Linked DNA regions of Bos taurus: region 2 is linked to region 1. The links are chromatin contacts, called in public Hi-C maps. All regions are on one chromosome and are shown on one strand. Each heading gives the region's core, a stretch centred on a gene start, on an enhancer-like site or on the middle of the called end of the contact. The rest is flanking DNA. Distances are from core to core; before and after follow the strand shown.

Region 1 (4,099 bases), core at 683-3,182:
AAGTATTTGCTTGGGGGGCAGGGAGTTACATGTCCCCTATTTGAACAAACCACTTTTGGTAACTGTCCCAAACTTGTGATTTCAAAGAACCTGTCACCAAATTGGAGTCATATAGATTTACTTTAAAAACCACACTGTAAACAATGTATACAGCTCACCCTCAATTTCTGATTATATATTCCTTTTTTTTTCCCCAAAAATCAAATGCTTTTTTGATGTACACCTAAAACACTGTAAATCAACTATACTTCAAAGGAAAAAAAAAAAAAAAAAACCCACAAAACAACAAAAAGCACAACTCCACCTAATTCAATAGATCTGGGAGAAAAACATGATCTGCATGTTTGTTCCCAAGTCATGATCTTAGTCAAATTTATGCTACCTTTTCTAACCTTTTCAGGCACTCAGTCTCCTTCTGGCAGAACCTAGGTCATGGACTTAAACAAGATCCAGTGGAAATACACAGGAATGGGGAATCAATGCACTGAAAAGGCAGACATTCTCTCCTGCTCTCTACCTTCCTTCTCAACCCTTTACCTCCTCCTCTAGAGCAACAGAGACCCAAATATGCTTTTCTCCTCACAACATCTAATGCCTGAAAATTTAGTCCAGGACTACAGTTAAAAGCTGAAGTTATAAAGGTGATGGTTATAAATTAAGAACCAACAACAACCAGCTTGGCCTCGCTCAGTAATGACTGCTCTAAGAGTCCATTCCCAGCAGACCTCTCAGGTTGGTTTGCTCTGTGGTTGGATGAATACCAAATCTTATCTGTAGAGTAAGCATTTCTGTACTTCACACATATAAGGTTTCCATTAAATCTCTTTACTGAATCTATTAATACATCCTTCTTCTACCTCAAATTCATTCCAATATCATCTCTCTTTCACTCTTCTAAAGATTACTTTGGCTAATCCCTTTGTTAATCCTGAACATGATTCCAGCCACTTTTCTGACTCATATGGCCAACTAGGACCCAGATACCGGATAACACACACGTCACTAAATTGGGCTAGTTAACAAATCTACCATGAGCCAAGAACTGCTTTTCCCAAAGGTTCTCTTTCCAGTCTGGTGGGGTTGAGTGTGCAGCGTGTACCCCTTCCATTTACCAGAATGGTTCCAGCAGTGAAAACTGCAAGTGGAAGGCCTCTAACCAAATTAACTTACACAGGCTCTAGTTCTGCAAGGCCAAAAGTGCAGCTTTCAAAGACTCGAATAATAACCCCGCTGCCACCACTATCACCAGTATTGTGCTGAGTTTTCCAAACACTCTTATGGGTGTTTGGAAATGTTCAGTCGTGCTTTTTCAACAAAAGAAAGGACTTGGACAAGAAAAGATGAAGCGCGGAGCAGAAAGTCCGCGTGAAGACTACACCCAGAGGGGCCAAGCTGGTCCACTGGACCCCAAAGCCCCTGCTTTTGAGCGTTGCGCTCGCTATACCGCCCCTGAGCCCGCTGCCAACGCCCGGCACGCCCCGCGGGGCACAGCGGCCCCACGGAAGCCCAGCGAGCACCGGGTCTGGGAAGCAGGCAAAGACGCGCGCCGCAGGCGGGCCGCGGGGCAGCGCGCTCGGATGCTGGACGCCGCCCGGGAGCGGGGACTCACCTGAAGGCCGCCACCGCGCGGGTCTGCAGGTACTTCTGTGCAGTCATGACTCCCACGAAGAGAAAGTTCCTGTCGCGCGGGACGCCATCCTGGGCCTCGCCATGGGGCCAGAGCCGCTGCCCGCGCGCATCCCCGCGCGCCCCGCCGGCCAGGGGCACCGCGGCCGCCTGCCCGGGCCGGCAAGCCTCGGGGCTGGCGCGGCGCCGCGGGCCCGCCCGCTTCAACTCGGAGGCGCGGGGCAGCACGAGCCGCGAGGCCAGCACGAAACCCAGCACGAGCCCGAGCAGCACGCTGAGCCAGGCGCGCCGGCCGCGCACGGCCATGCCCGCGCCGCTCCGCCCGCCGGGCCGCCGCCGCCGCCGCTCCGCGCGCCCTCAGCCCGCCCGCCGAGGCCAGCCCGCCCTACGCGGCCCCGCCCGGGCAGCGCCGCGGCTGCGGCGGGCCCGCCGTGCCCATCGCGGAGCGCGGGCCGTCCGCAGGCCCCGCGCCGGCGCTCGGTCCCGCTCGCGCGCCCCCGCCTTCAGGGGCGCAGCATGCTCGGCGCGCGCCGGCCGCGGCCCCCCGGCCGCGCCCCGCGCCCCGCGCCCCCCGGCCGGCTCGGCTCCCCGCGCGGCGCCCCCCGGGCGCTCGGCTCCGCTGGCGCTGCGCGCGGCGCGCTGATGTCCGTGGCCGGCGCCGGCGCGGCCGCTGCTCATCGTCCGGCTCCGCGCGCCATCGCCGCACGTCACGCACGGCGCGCAGGGGGCGGTGCGCTGTGGCCCCGCTCGGGATCCGTCCGCGCCGCGCGATTGGCGCAGCAGTGAATGGGGGGCGGTTCACGTGGCGAAAGTTTGCCCAAAAAAGAAAGCCCAGCTCGGGGCCCCGCCCTCGCGGTCTGCGGCGGCCCCGGGCGGAGGGGGCGTGGGTCGGGCTCGGCGCCGCCTGGGGCTGGGAGCAAGGCGCCCGGCCGCCCGTTACCCGCCCCGCCGGCCCGCGCCGGGCATCCCTGCCGCGGCGCGCGGCGCTGCCCCGAGGCCGTCCCGCCCGGCCTCCGGCTGCCGCGAGACGCTGCGCCAGCGTGGATCTTATCAGGGATTTCTAAGAAGGGGCTTCTTGGTCCTCGAACACTGCACTCGTGGAGGACGAACCGCGCGTTCCTCCTGCACACACTGTCCTCAGACACACTCGCCTCCCCATGCCCAGCCCTCCAGCCGGGCGGACCTCTCCGGCCACCTTCCTTGCGTCCTCCCGATTCACACTGTATCTTTGTTCCCGCAGCTCTGTGGGTACGAGCGAGCATGTGTAGCAAAAACAGCTCAGGAGCCGTTTGAAACGTGCATGACTGCAGAATGAACCGTGAATTCAGCTACCTTGTTCTCTGCTACTAGTTTCTAAGCTAAAAAAAGAAAGAAAAAGAAAGCTATACTCAGTGTCCAACCTTCTAACACTAGCAGCATTTAAAGGATGTTGAAGAAATGGTAGATGGTGTTAATACGCTTTTTTTTTATATTCTATGTAGAAACTCATCAGTTAGTATCTCTAACCTGAGTCTTTGTTTTTTTGTTTTTTTTTTTTTTTAACATGATCTATCCGTAAAAGTGCCGTGGATTTCTAAAGACAGCTTTTGATAATTGGCTTCTCTATGATGGATTTTGAATTTTATGCACTTCTTAAAACAGCTAAGGTAACAAAAGCTGATGAAATGACCACACAACAAATATTTGTGTAAACAGTATTATTATTTAGTCGCCAGTGTGTTGGAGTTTTTTTTTAAATGAAACTCCCAGACAGCACAGTAATTCCCTCGGCCTGACAGGTTCCCGTCATTTAAACAAATGAACCCGAGAATTAGGGACAGAAAATAAGCATGCTTGGGTAAACCTTGGATCTTTGTTCATTGCTGAGATGACCAAATGATGAAATATACACAATTTAAAGTGCCATCTTACAGGAGAGAGATCATCTCTGCAGTTAAATAGTGGTCACTCTTCGTACTCTTTGGATATCAGCACTTTCTCTGGCACTTGTGAATTGTGCCAGATATAGTTCGTTACCCACCTTCCCACAGGCTCCCCGGGTAGGTGATCCACATCTAAAAATAAAATACTCATTATACAGTGAACACAGGATTCCAACAGTGGTCTTGAGAAAAAAATGCAGAACTCATAACCATGAATTACAGACTCAAAAATCAGCCAAAGGGGTTTCCAGTAAGACCATAAGCCACAAATGCCAAGTTCCCCCAAATTCAGCAACAGCCTCATAATTCACAATGATGTCCATAAAGCACAAATCTAGCTAGGTACAGATGTTCAATTTTTTGACATAATGATTTCAATATTTTCTAACTTGCTTTAAATGTCTCTGTTTCCTCATCTAGACTAAAATCTGATTTAAAAAGCACATAAATGGTGTGTTGTTGTTCAGTCACTCAGTCATGTTCAACTCTTTGCAACCCTGTGGACTGCAGCATGCCAGGCTTCTTTGTCCTTCACTAGCTCCTGGAGCTTG
Region 2 (3,992 bases), core at 800-3,299, 170 kb before region 1:
CTGAATAACCAACCACACTTAATTTTGTGCCCTTATGAGACTTTTCAACAGTTCAGTTCAGTCGTGTCCGACTCTCTGCGACCCCATGGACTGCAGCACACCAGGACTCCCTGTCCATCACCAACTCCCGGAGTTTGTCCATTGAGTTGGTGATGCCATCCAACCACCTCATCCTCTGTCGTCCCCTTCTCCTCCCACCTTCAGTCTTTCCCAGCATCGTGGTCTTGTGGTCTTTTCAAATGAGTCAGCTCTTTGCATCAGGTGGCCAAAGTATTGGAGTTTCACCTTCAGCATCAGTCCTTCCAATGAATATTTGGGACTGATCTCCTTTAGAATGGACTGGTTGGATCTCCTTGCAGTGCAAGGGATTCTCAAGAGTCTTCTCCAACACCACAGTTCAAAAGCATCAATTCTTTGTCACTCAGCTTTCTTTATAAATCAGAAAAAAATACTTTTTCAGATAAGGATGCTGTTTATTTGTTCTGAAAACTTGATCCCTTTTCTCCTTTCTCTCTCTCTCTCCCCATGCACACACACACACACACACACACACACACACACACACAATGAGTGTGGTAAGCTATCCTGCCTACATTTTACATCCTGTCTTGGGGTTTCCCTGTTACGCACAATGCTTCTTTCCCACCTGCTCCACCAAAGAGCTTGGTGAGTGAGTACTGGGAATGGAGCCGCTCCATCAAGAACCCACATGAGCTGAGAAAAGATAGTGTCCTCCCCGGGGGAATGAATGAGGGGGCAGAGAGAAGGGCCTGGCAGGGGCGCAGTCTGGGCAGAGGAAGGCCCAGAGGTCCGGCTGATTGACAGCATGCTGCACACGCACGTGGGGTGTGTGTGTGTGTGTGTGTGTCAGGGTGGGTGGGGATTTCAAGCTCTGTTGTTACTGGAGAGTGAAATGTCAGAAATAATGTCCCCAGGCCCGGCTCCCAGACCCAGAGTGATGCGGGAGTGTGCCTGTTGAAAAGCTCCCAGATGACTCTGAAGTGGTGGTCTGGCTCGAGGCAGGAGGCCAGGTGCTGGAGCCTTCTAGACCAAGGTCTGAACCAAACTGCTGGCTGGAGCTGAAAAGAGGAGTGGATTCAGAGTGGATTCTTTTTAATTGCCTTTTAAAATTATTGAGGTAAAACACACATACAATACAATGCATCTAAGGAAGTAGAAGATGTTTACAAAGTCTTGGTGAGGGATTTAGGTGCATGTGTGTTGGGGAGTTGATGGGGTGATGGAGAAGCTTTAACTTCCAGGTTGGATGCTACAACTATTGGAGTCCGAGCAGACTCTGGTGGGGAGATGTTCACTCTGGGGCAAATTGTGTTTGAAATGCCTGGGGATCATCAGAGTGAAGCTAGCCCATCATCCCCATACGCCAAGGTGGTGGCACAGACTACTTTATGGTTGGGTCACCCCAGAGCCTGCTGGACTCCAGAGTACCTCCCCAGAGCATCTGCACCAGCGTTGTGTGAATCAAGTTTGGGATGTGATTCTTCAATTTAAAAACATTGTAGGAAGAAGACAGTCATCAGGGCTGTATGCTGGGTAGAGGCCACTTGGAATTGTGCTTAAGAATCCCTGAAAATGCCTCTTCAGATTTACCCAGTGATTCCAACTTAAGAAGCTCATCATAAGGAAATAGTCCAAAATGTTTTTAAAAGTCACATACATGGAGATGTTCACTGGAGTGTTATCTATGCCAGGCACAACTAGAAACCATGCAAATGTCTAGCAACAGGACATACTGAACTTGATCAATTTGAGATCACAAAGAAGAAAAGCACAATATGGAAACCCAGAAAAATGGAAGCAGTGGTGTGGGAATGCTGCTATTCTGATTTTTTTTCCTCCTTCTTGTGATGTTTACTGAACAGCTGTCATTATGACAATGACAAAAATATTTGAGTCACTCATTGTTTTCATGACACATTGTGACACTGCTTATGCAATTTGCAGAAACTGTTGCAGTGCTTTCATCCTGAGGAAGTCAGGAGTCAAGGCACTAGCTGCCTTAGTTCCAGAAAACGGTATTGGTGGTAACAGCACAGGACCCATTGCTTCATAAACAGCAAGAAGAGTTCAGCTATGTGCAGAAAAGAAGCAAGTTGGAGATCACAGTGATAACATACCAGCACCCAAGGAGCCTTGGAGAGAGTTTTGAACTTGCTCTTCCTTCCTTCCTCCCTTCCCTCCCCTCCCTGCCTCCCGGCCTCCCCGCCTCCTCTGTCTCTCTCTTTGTGTGTCTCTCTCCCTTTCTTTCTTCTCTTTTTTTCTCCTTTCCCTCTTTCCCTCCCTTCCTCCTTTCATTTCTTCTTTCTTTCTAACCAGGACTCTGTAACAAAAATAGTCATTGCTGCATCACTAAATGTCTTTAAAAGTTAAGCCTAATGTTCAAAGGCCTCATCTATACCAAGTGGTACCTAGAGAATTCTCCCCTCTAAACTGCTCTGTGTGTGATTCCTAAAGCAGCTTTCAGCACAGACTTTGAGGAGCTGTCTCCTCCTCAACCAGTTGTCAGGTCCCTGGAACAAAAGCCAAAGATCCATTGTCATGCGGCCCAAGCTAATCAGGTGCTATGGCCCCAGGAACACATATTTGGTAACTGCTTGTCTTCAGTCCTGGCTGAGATCTCTGAACAAACCCAGTGCCGGCAGGAATAGCTTGGGACCATCCAGAGCTGTGAGGGCAGGCTCCAGGCTCAGCAACGACTGCTCCAAGGCCCCAGTAGAAACCCTGGGTGCTGCGGAGTGCATCCAGCCCTGGGCCTGGATCGCCCCACAGGATGCTGAAGGAGATGACCCATTGATGAAAACCAGGCATCTGTAGGCCTCCCATAACCCTTTGGGTTGCACGTTGGTCATTTCCTGGGTCTGAACGACAGAGAGATCCAATCTCTCCTGCCATCATTCACCTGTAGCCTAAAAGCCCAACTCTCTAATGTGGCACCTGAGGCCTCTCTCAACATATCCTGCCTTTCTGGGGATTCTTCTGGGTCATGCCATTTGCCTCTGACACCTGTACTTTCAAGATCCTTTTGAGTCTGCCTGGAATGCAGCCTCAGTTCAGTTCAGTTCAGTTCAGTCACTCAGTCGTGTCCAACTCTTTGTGACCCCATGAACCACAGCACGCCAGGCCTCCCTGTCCATCACCAACTCCCAGAGTTCACTCAGACTCACGTCCATCGAGTCGGTGATGCCATCCAGCCATCTCTTCCTCTGTCGTCCCCTTCTCCTCTTGCCCCCAATCCCTCCCAGCATCAGAGTCTTTTCCAATGAGTCAACTCTTCGCATGAGGTGGCCAAAGTACTGGAGTTTCAGCTTTAGCATCATTCCTTCCAAAGAAATCCCAGGGCTTATCTCCTTCAGAATGGACTGGTTGGATCTCCTTGCAGTCCAAGGGACTCTCAAGAGTCTTATCCAACACCACAGTTCAAAAGCATCAATTCTTCGGTGCTCAGCCTTCTTCACAGTCCAACTCTCACATCCATACATGACCACTGGAAAAACCATAGCCTTGACTACACGGACCTTTGTTGGCAAAGTAATGTCTCTGCTTTTGAATATGCTATCTAGGTTAGTCATAACTTTCCTTCCAAGGAGTAAGCATCTTCAATTCCAAAATATACCGTCCATTTTGGCTCAACCCCATCCCCCTATGATGACCTCCCCAAGCCCATCTCAGATGTCTTTGGGGTCATGCCTACCTCCTTCTCACACATGGTGTTTAGGTTTATCATAGGGTAACTAGATATTCCCACTCTCTGCAAACAACCCTGATTTCTAAAGTTCCACCATGGTGTCAACAGGCAGATGAGAGCATCTCGGGTTCTCAGAGATGCCCTGTGCAGCCATCCAGGCTGAGTCTCACCTGCCAGACCTAACTGAGCTGGTGGAGACAAGGGTCCTGGGTCCTGAGAAGCTCACACCAGCTCTAATGCGTGGGTTCAGGGAGCGTCAGTGCCTGAGGGCCAGAGACAGAGGCTC

Evidence for each region. A called contact is a pair of places that touch in the nucleus more often than the background predicts.
Region 2: a Hi-C map of an unstated tissue shows a contact between it and region 1, with 4 times the contacts expected there. The contact joins the enhancer-like site here to the promoter of CHSY1 in region 1. A contact is called at or near these places in 4 of 11 Hi-C or Micro-C datasets (liver, skeletal muscle and an unstated tissue).

The regions. Positions count from the first base shown.
Region 1 is chr21:5,283,297-5,287,395 of ARS-UCD2.0, reverse strand. CHSY1 (chondroitin sulfate synthase 1) reads right to left here and starts at 1,932. Exons shown (of 3, transcript NM_001191157.1): 1 at 1,610-1,932. The coding sequence starts at 1,932.
Region 2 is chr21:5,457,793-5,461,784 of ARS-UCD2.0, reverse strand. No RefSeq gene overlaps it. Among named protein-coding and RNA genes, the nearest start is that of MIR2362, 45 kb to the left of the region's middle. Within about 2 kb of position 2,049, at least 5 of the 102 cell types and tissues checked have an H3K27ac peak or open chromatin away from gene starts, as enhancers often do.